Regions from separate parts of the Sus scrofa genome. Here regions 2 and 3 are each linked to region 1. Evidence: chromatin contacts called from public HiChIP or PLAC-seq and promoter capture Hi-C data. All regions are on one chromosome and are shown on one strand. The core of a region is the stretch at or near the end of the contact, and the rest is flanking DNA. Distances in the headings are between cores, read along the strand shown.

Region 1 (2,691 bases), core at 96-2,595:
TATAAGCCTGCTGAGAAAAAAACATCTGTATTTCCACAGATTAAAGATTTTAATATTTTTGATTGCCATAAAGTTTCTTTAATATTCTTATAGCTGAAAGTCAAATTTATTAAACTGGTGATTCAAGTTACAGTCACAAGCATGTTTACGATATAAAGAAACTGACAATACTGAACAGTGCCGAAAAAATTTCACTGGCTTTTCAGGAGAGGAAAGACACTCTTTCAGTACTGCTTCTAATGAAAGCTGTAGCAGGTAGGCAACTGTAAAATCTGGCTAAGGTAAGAATGGAAAACTCTAAAAAGAAAGTGGAGAGAAAATTTAATAAGTCATTTTTATCCTTGTTGGCTATCTACCAAGCACCCTAAGTGCTAGAGATGACAAAAATTCTGGAATACTGCTTGTTCCAAACAATAATTGCAAAAAAAACCAACAAAATTCAACACCCTTCTTTTTTAGTTTTCAACAGCTAGCGTGGAGGAGGAGCACTTTATTCAAAAAGTAATTCATGAATGAAATTCACTCATTCATGAATGAAAGCCAAATTTCGCCCATAGGCTGTTAACCGATGCTCCAAAACTTATTCGCGCAAAGTACACAGAGAAAGAAACGGGGCTGGGCAAGACTTAACCCGGGCAAAGAAACGGCTTCAAAACCTGAAAGGGAGAGAACGGCGAGTCAGGTCGTCGCTCCAGAAATTTCCGAGCGCCTGCCTCCCCCGGAGGAAGACCGCTCCCCGCGACGGGGAGGGGACGGCGGCACCTGTCAACCGGCGGCCCCGCCACTGCGGTCGCCCCCGACCCCGGCCCCCGCGGGGTCTCGGGAGGCGCAGGCACGGCCCGGGGCCTGGGGTCTCCGCCGGTCCCTCTCCTTCGTCCCTGAGCCCGCCGCCGAGCGTCGCGGCCGCGGCCCTTCCCGAGGAGCGGCCCTCCCGCGCACTCTGCCCGGCAGCTGTGGCCAGCGGGGCCCGCCGCCCCCCAGGCCAAGTCCCCTACCGCTGAGCCCCGGGCGCACAGAGTGGCGCGGCTGAGCGACCGCCACCGCCTCAGAGGCGCCCGAGCGGACCCAGCGAGGCGGCCCGCCCTCCGCGTACTCACCGGGCCTCCCCAGCCGCCGGTTCGGCCCTCCTCTCCCTCCTCCCCCTGCCGCCGCCGCTCCGCGACTCCCGTGGCGGCCGCACTGGGCGTTGGGACCGGGCTGGGTCACGTGTCGGGGGGCAGAGATGGGCTCGCGGCGGGCGAGCGCCGGGCACTAACGGGCCCCGTGGCGCCGGACCGGGCGGACCACGGCGGGGAGCGCGGCTGCGGGCTGCGGTGAGGGGCGGGGAGAGCGCGGCCGCGAGCTGAGGGCGGGAGGGAAGTCCCGGCGGAGGGGGCGGCGTGAGAGCCGCGGGGCGGGGCGGGGGCGGGGCCTGGCGCGTCTGCCGCCGCGCGCGGGGGTTTGTTTATTTTCTCGGTTGGTTGCGGCGCTGGCGCGTGGGTAGAGGCTCTCCGGTGACGTGAGCGCCCGGAGTTGGGGGAAAGGGCCAGAACCACCTGCTGGAGAAGGGGAGCTACGGGGGCCGGGCAGGGTCCAAACGTCTCACGTAGGCGGCGACGCCGCGGTCTTCGAGGGGTTACCGGGAAGAGAAGGGCTTTCCCGGAGCGGATGGAAGGAGGGAGGCCTCCCGAGAGAATAGGACTCCAGGCCGTTCACCAGCAGTTCGGCGGCTTCACCTGCATCGCGGAGAGCAGTTAGAGAGCCCCTGGGGTAGAGAAGGGTCGGTGGAATGTGGGGGCCACTCGGGGCTCGACCCCCTGTTAGTGAAGTAAGGATGGTCCTCCAGATCAAGGTTTGAATAGAAAGACTGCATCAGATCTCTATAAGGAAAATAACGAATATTGCTCAGTTTTCTGTAGAGTTACACTTTCACGTTATCTCCCTTGGTGTTCCATCAGGTAGTAGGACTCTCACTTTACAAGCCTAGCTGAGTGACTTACTCAAAGCCTCGCAGCTAATAAATGGCAGAGCTGGAACCCAGCTGTCTTGACTTCAAATTCTGTGCTGCTTACGGTTACATCACATTATCTCCCCAAATCACTTTGATTCAACTTTTAGTAGGCGCCCCCATAGGTGAGACACTGCAGGGTTACAGAGAGGAGTTGAAGATGCTGTCCTTGTCTTCAGAGTAAGGAATAAAACACGTATAATGAGAGAAAAGCCAGGATAGGTACCACGTGAAAAATACAGGGAGTACTGCAGAAGATTACTGAACTGCTCAGACCGGTCTAGCGGATTAGGAAAGAAAGGCAGCAAGGAGGCTGCCCTGGGGATTGACCTTGAAGGGGATGAGGATGGTTTTACAGCAAGAAAAGAGACCATGAGAAAATGTATGGGAGTTCCTCGCGGTTAACCAACTGGACTAGTATCCGTAAGGACGTGTGTTCGATCTCTGGCCTCGCTCAGTGAGTTAAGGATCCAGCGGTGCCGTGAGCTGTGGTGTAGGTCTCAGACGCAGCTCGGATCCTGCATCACTGTGGCTGTGATGTAGGCTGGCGGCTACAGCTCCGATTCGACCCCTAGTCTGGGAACCTCTATGTGCTCGTGGGTGTGGCCCTAAAAACACACACGCATATATTAGGAAGGTAAATCAATGAAAGTGATGTTCAGGAAAAGCAAATGGTAAGATTCTAGGGCATATTAAGAAGTGGC
Region 2 (2,691 bases), core at 119-2,618, 200 kb before region 1:
CATCTCACGCAAACTAACTATTCTTTTTTTTTCCTTCTTCTTTTTAAGGGCCCTGGCATGTGGAGGTTCCCAGGCTCGGGGGTCGAATCAGAACTACAGTGGCTGGCCTACATCACAGCCACAGCAAGCCAGATCCAAGCCGAGTCAGCGACCTACACCACACCTCACAGCAACGCTGGATCCTTAACCCACTGAATGAGACCAGGGATCAAACCTGCGTCCTCATGGATGCTAGTCAGGTTCCTTTCCACTGAGCCACGAAGGGAACTCCTCTGCTAACTATTCCGACTTGAACTTTGAAAGAAACGGGAAGTGTTCTTCCACCCCACCCCCCACCCCCCCCAGGAGCTGGTAAAGCAGAGCACAAGTTACAGCAATGCTTACACCTCTATCTCCCTACCCGCCTGGGAGCAACTGGAGGGTAACAGAATTCACCTTTGGAGCCCTGCGGATGGTGGCTGTTCAGGAAATGTTCACTGGCCACAAGATCTTAGGCAAGTCACCTTGTCCCTCTAGGTTTCAATTTCTTCATCTGTATAATCCCCATCCAGGAACACTGAGGTGTCACTCATTTGTGCTAAGTAAGAAAAAAAGCACATTAGATAAATGCTTTTATGTCAGCTTTATTATTTTCAAGGACACAGAGCAATATAAACTTGGGTAACAGAGGATGTTGGACAGAAAGTCGGTAGAAGTGCTTTTAACCAAGTACTTTTAAAAGGTACATAGTTAACACACTGTTTTAAAGCAAATGGGCCCTTTAAAGGGGTATTTCTTCCTCTTAAGTAATTTACCTGAGGAGAGCAGATTAAATAACAGAGCCATCACATGTGTCACTACGGTCCAGTCTATATTTGACACCAAAAAAAGTCTGCCTTGTATATTGTGACAAAACGCCAGGTTACGAAACACTGTATACAAGCATGACCCCAATTTCATAAAGTATTCATACCTATCTATCTATACAGAAGGAGATCATTTGGGGAACAGATGCTTTGTCGCCGCATAGTGAGGAAAGGTGTGGATTCATTTTCTGCTTATTCTTTTTACAATATTATTTTAAAATAGTAAATAAAAGCTCTTTCTGTTGGTGGAGAAGAAACAGCAGCATCCGTTGGGAAAGGGCGACGCTCCCCTGCAGCGGAGTGGGGTACAGGAGAAGAGGCCCGCGAGCCGAGGGGTTTGCGGCCAGCTCCCGGCACCTAGCGCCGGTACCACTTACCCGCGGCCGTGGAGAGACTGCAAGGGGGAGCAGCGCCGCGGGTGCGCCTCTCCGCGGTCGCGGCGGGGGGGGCGGAGCGCCTGGGGGCGGGGTCTCAGCGCGGGGTGGGTCTCCTCGGGGCAGGGGCGCGGGAGGAGGGGCACGTCTCGCGGGTCCGAAGGAGGTGAGAGGTGGGGAGGCTGGGGAGGGAAGGGAGGGTGGGGCAGCGGGGCGCTGTTGGGGCGGGGTCTAGAGGGGAGGGGCGTGAGGCTCCGCCCCCGGGCTAGGAAGGCGTGGCGTACCCGCCCCGGAAGGCGGCGGGGAGGAGCCAAGCAGGAAGGAATGGCTGCGCCAAATGTGCTGCTGGTGATGGGAGTGAGCGGCTCTGGGAAGTAGGTCTTGGAGGGGTGGGGGCGCAGATGGCGCAGTGAGGAGGCGGTGCGGGGCGGCAAAGGCTCTTCCGCGCCTGCAGAGGCCCTTCCGGGCCCACGGGGACTGGAGGACCTGAGGGAGTCTCCTCTTTTCCTTTGCCGATGAGGAAGTAGAGACCTGGGACACCTGCTCACCCCCGAGCGCCTGGCCTGAAGGGTTCTCTGTTAAGAAAGGGGCTCTAGCGAAAGCGTCTTGTGAAGAGGCGCCTGCCAGGGCTCACATGGAGTAACGGGTTCCACTCGCCACCTGGAGCTGCTTGGGCTGTCACAGTGCCTATGTTGGGGAGCCTTTTGTCAGAAGAGCGTGGAAGGGAGCAAGGCGCAAAGAGCAGGGGCAAATCTCGTCTTTGTCAGGCTGGACGGAGTGCCAGCTACCCCCACCCGGTCCCTGGAATTTTCTGATTAGATTTTGGAAAGTGAATTTAACCCTCTGATCTATTGTGTTCCCCCTTCCACTGGAAGGACTCAGTATTATTATGAAGAGTGACCCCTAAAGGTTTGCGGGGAAGGAGTATCACTGCACACCACAGAGCCTCTGCCCAGCCTAGTCTGGCCACCTTGGGGGCTGAGGAAGTCTTTGGCTTCCTGATTAGACCAAAGTCTAACATTGCCCTTTATCAGAAGAGGCTACGGCGGCATTCCACCAAAGAGCAAAAAAACAACTAAAACATCACAAACTTTAAAGGCATACAGTACCCTTCTAGAATTTTCTGAATCAGGAACTGCTCTTGTGGTCAGGTGTGTATTAAAGACCCTTGCTCCAGGTAGGTTAGTTTAACTTTACAAAATTATTGTGGCTTTTTTTTTTTTTTTTTTTTTTTGGTCTTTTTGCCTTTTCTAGGGCCACTCCTGCCAGCTTGTGGAGGTTCCCAGGCTAAGAGTCTAATTGGAGCTGTAGCTGCCGGCCTTCGCCAGAGCCACAGCAGCCTGGGATCTGAGCCGCGTCTGCAACCTACACCACAGCTCACGGCAATGCCAGATCCTCACTGAGCAAGGCCAGGGATCGAACCCGAAACCTCATGGTTCCTAGTAAGATTCGTTAACCATTGAGCCATGACA
Region 3 (2,691 bases), core at 70-2,569, 130 kb before region 1:
GCAAACCCACGAACTTGGGTGTGATCGAATTTGGGATGAGACGCGGGAGAAAGGATGAGGGCACCTCCGGGGACGACCCCCACCACCGCCAAACCCTTGCAAAACCGTCTCCTCCCACGGCGGGCGGAGGTCCTGCCGCCATCCCCACTACGCCCCGAGCCTAGGGCGGCCCTCACCTGCTGGACTGAGCTATTCTCCGGCACTGCGAACTCCTCCTTCTCCTTCGGGGTCTTCACGGTGACTTTCATGATCTTGGGCTCGGCGGAGGCAGCGGCCGCGGGGGCGCCGGCACCTTCGGCCGCGGCGGCGCTGTCCTGGGAGCTCGGAGGGCTGCCGCTTTCACCATTCTCGGCCATGGCGGCGACGGCGGTGACTCAGGCGCGCAGGAGGGAGCGGGCGAACGAGGGGGAGCCAGGCGACGCCAGAGCCGGCCGGCCTGGGCAGCGGAGAATGTGGGGCACGCTGCCTCGGTGACAACGGGCGCAGGGCTGTCCTAGCGGGCGAGGGGCCGCGAAGCTTGGCGTGGACCCCGGCGCAGGCCCGGGTTGGGCGCTCGGCAGCCGCCGTGTGTTCAGATGCCGCTCGCTCACAGCGACATCCGCAGCCGCCGCCGCCGCTTCCTCCTCCCCGCCCCTCCCCCCCACGTCCCTCTGCCGGCGCCGCGCGGGGCACGCCGGGTAACGCGGCTGGAGACGTAGCCGAGTCATGCCAGGCCGGCGCCGCTTGGGACTCTGGCTGGCTTTTTTGCCCTTTCCTGCTCCATTGCTCAAAGCGTAGGCGCGTTCAGAATGAAGGACTAAAAACAAAGTGGGGTAGAAGAGGTCAGTTCATTTCTTTTTACCCCTTTCACCAAAAAATAAACTCGCGTGTTCTCGGGGAGACAGAAAGGGCGCAGAGGGATGACGTCACGGCTAGCGAAAGTACTGGAAAGGGGTATCGACCACTGGGCGCTGCGGCTGGAGATGCGCGTGCGCGCTGGTGGGCCAGGTAGTTTCCCCAACCCCCTCACCTTACACCCCCCCTCCCCCCGGTGGCGGTGCGCACCCCCTTAGCTCCCGTACCTGCTTTGCGTAGCCTGCTGCGAGGAGGGTCTAGAACAAATGCCCGCAAGGTGTTTCGTTGATTTTAAATGTGCTTGATTCTTACCCACTTGGAAGCTTTAAAACACTTGCTCTTATAGCCCGGTGCGCGAGAGTTGAATTATGAATTAATGGAGGAAAAAAATCCTCGTCCTAAGAAAAGGAAAATGGAGTACATGCCTGTAGCCACCTTGCGCAGTTTCGCGGAGTCACTGCTCCATGGCCAGAGCTTCCCACCCTCGGGTCAGTCCCGTTTGGTCAGGTGATCAGGCCACCTGTGTTGACAGTGGCCTCTCCTGCGTTGACAACCCTGCTAGTGCATCCTGGAGTTCTCTGAATACTATCCCCCCAAATGTTTGTGGCACAAGCAGAGTACCCAAGAAGTGCCCACCCAACTGGGACAATTTAATGAAGCTCAGGTGTTCATTTTATATTCTTTCAAATTAAGTTACTGCTTCATTTCAGACTTCAAGTGGCATTAAAGTTTCGAAGATTATATTCAATGAAACATGGGTACAAATAAGAAACAGTAAGTTAATTTCCCTCTAAAGAATTCTAAATTTGAAATGAACTTATCATCTGCCTTTGAAGATGACTTGCAAAGGAATGTACAACACAGGACATGAACTTTATTAACCAGTATTGCACAAGTGTAAACTCTGACACCCCACCATGATCCAAATATGCAAGGATACGTACTGTATTTCTGTTCTTAAGCCATCCAACTCTGTTCTGGTTATAAGTACTCTTACATGAAGACCACTTTTTAGCAGAGCTCCTTTGGAATCTCGGTCTAAGAGGAGCTCTCAAAGTGTAAATTGCAACATAGGCATCATCTGATATCAGCTACATTCCTGGCAGCTTGTTCAATAATAGCATGAAGAAGTTACACAAGGCTCTCTGCTAGAAGATGACTGTTTGTTTGTGTCTGGATGTGAGGTAATCATTACTTGTCAAGGTGGAAAGTTCTGCCATTGGAAAACCAATCATTTATCTCTAACCCTACACTTAGGAAAAATTTCTCTGTAATTATTTATATCTACATCAATTTCTACAAAAATTCTGATGACTATGCTCAATTTATGGAGTAATAGAATTTATCTGTAAGACTATGTAGTTAAGTAATTCATTAGAGCCCTTTTTGGATACAACTCTACCTTGTAAGAAACCATCGAAAGACTAGATAGTAGCTGTATCGGGCTTTGTGGACCATACATTTTCCATCTCAAATACTCAGCTCTGTGCTTGTAACAAAGAACAACTGCAGACAGTGTATGGGTAACTAAGCCTCCCTGTGTCCTGGTAAAACTACTTACAAAAACAGGCCTAGGATCTGATTTGGCCACAGGGTGTCTGAGGCATATTCTTTTGAACAATTTTTGTTTGTTAAATGATTGGTGAAACAAATATAAGAGCTGGAGGTCCTGTCGTGGCACAGCAGAAACGAATCTGACTAAGGACCGTGAGGTTGGAGGTTCAATCCCTGCCCTCGCTCAGCGTGTTAGGGATCTGGCATTGCTGTGGTCGTGGCTGTGACTGGCACCTGTAGCTCCAATTAGACTCCTAGCCTGGGAACATCCATATGCCTCGGGTGTGCTCCTAAAAAGAAAAA

Evidence for each region. Promoter capture Hi-C pulls out the DNA fragments that hold promoters and counts their contacts. HiChIP or PLAC-seq counts read pairs in DNA pulled down with a chosen protein or histone mark.
Region 2: a promoter capture Hi-C map of liver shows a contact between it and region 1, with 5 times the contacts expected there. The contact joins the promoter of IDNK here to the promoter of GKAP1 in region 1. A contact is called at or near these places in 2 of 5 promoter capture datasets (fetal liver and liver) and 1 of 47 Hi-C or Micro-C datasets (skeletal muscle).
Region 3: an H3K27ac HiChIP or PLAC-seq map of alveolar macrophages shows a contact between it and region 1. The contact joins the promoter of UBQLN1 here to the promoter of GKAP1 in region 1. A contact is called at or near these places in 1 of 5 promoter capture datasets (liver), 12 of 47 Hi-C or Micro-C datasets (alveolar macrophages, blood, embryonic fibroblasts and 6 more) and 2 of 2 datasets of contacts at active chromatin or transcription factors (alveolar macrophages and skeletal muscle).

Annotation. Positions count from the first base shown.
Region 1 is chr10:31,140,453-31,143,143 of Sscrofa11.1, reverse strand. GKAP1 (G kinase-anchoring protein 1) reads right to left here and starts at 1,345. Exons shown (of 12, transcript XM_005668028.2): 1 at 1,098-1,345. LOC102159026 (a long non-coding RNA gene) reads left to right here and starts at 2,605. Exons shown (of 4, transcript XR_002336307.1): 1 at 2,605-2,691.
Region 2 is chr10:31,339,702-31,342,392 of Sscrofa11.1, reverse strand. IDNK (probable gluconokinase) reads left to right here and starts at 1,368. Exons shown (of 5, transcript XM_005668037.3): 1 at 1,368-1,385. FRMD3 (FERM domain-containing protein 3) reads right to left here and starts at 1,293. Exons shown (of 18, transcript XM_021064663.1): 1 at 1,223-1,293; 2 at 436-577.
Region 3 is chr10:31,274,544-31,277,234 of Sscrofa11.1, reverse strand. It overlaps UBQLN1 (ubiquilin-1), which reads right to left and starts at 1,319. Exons shown (of 12, transcript XM_021064658.1): 1 at 1,062-1,319; 2 at 177-796. The coding sequence starts at 356. LOC110255669 (a long non-coding RNA gene) reads left to right here and starts at 689. Exons shown (of 2, transcript XR_002336308.1): 1 at 689-821; 2 at 1,545-2,691.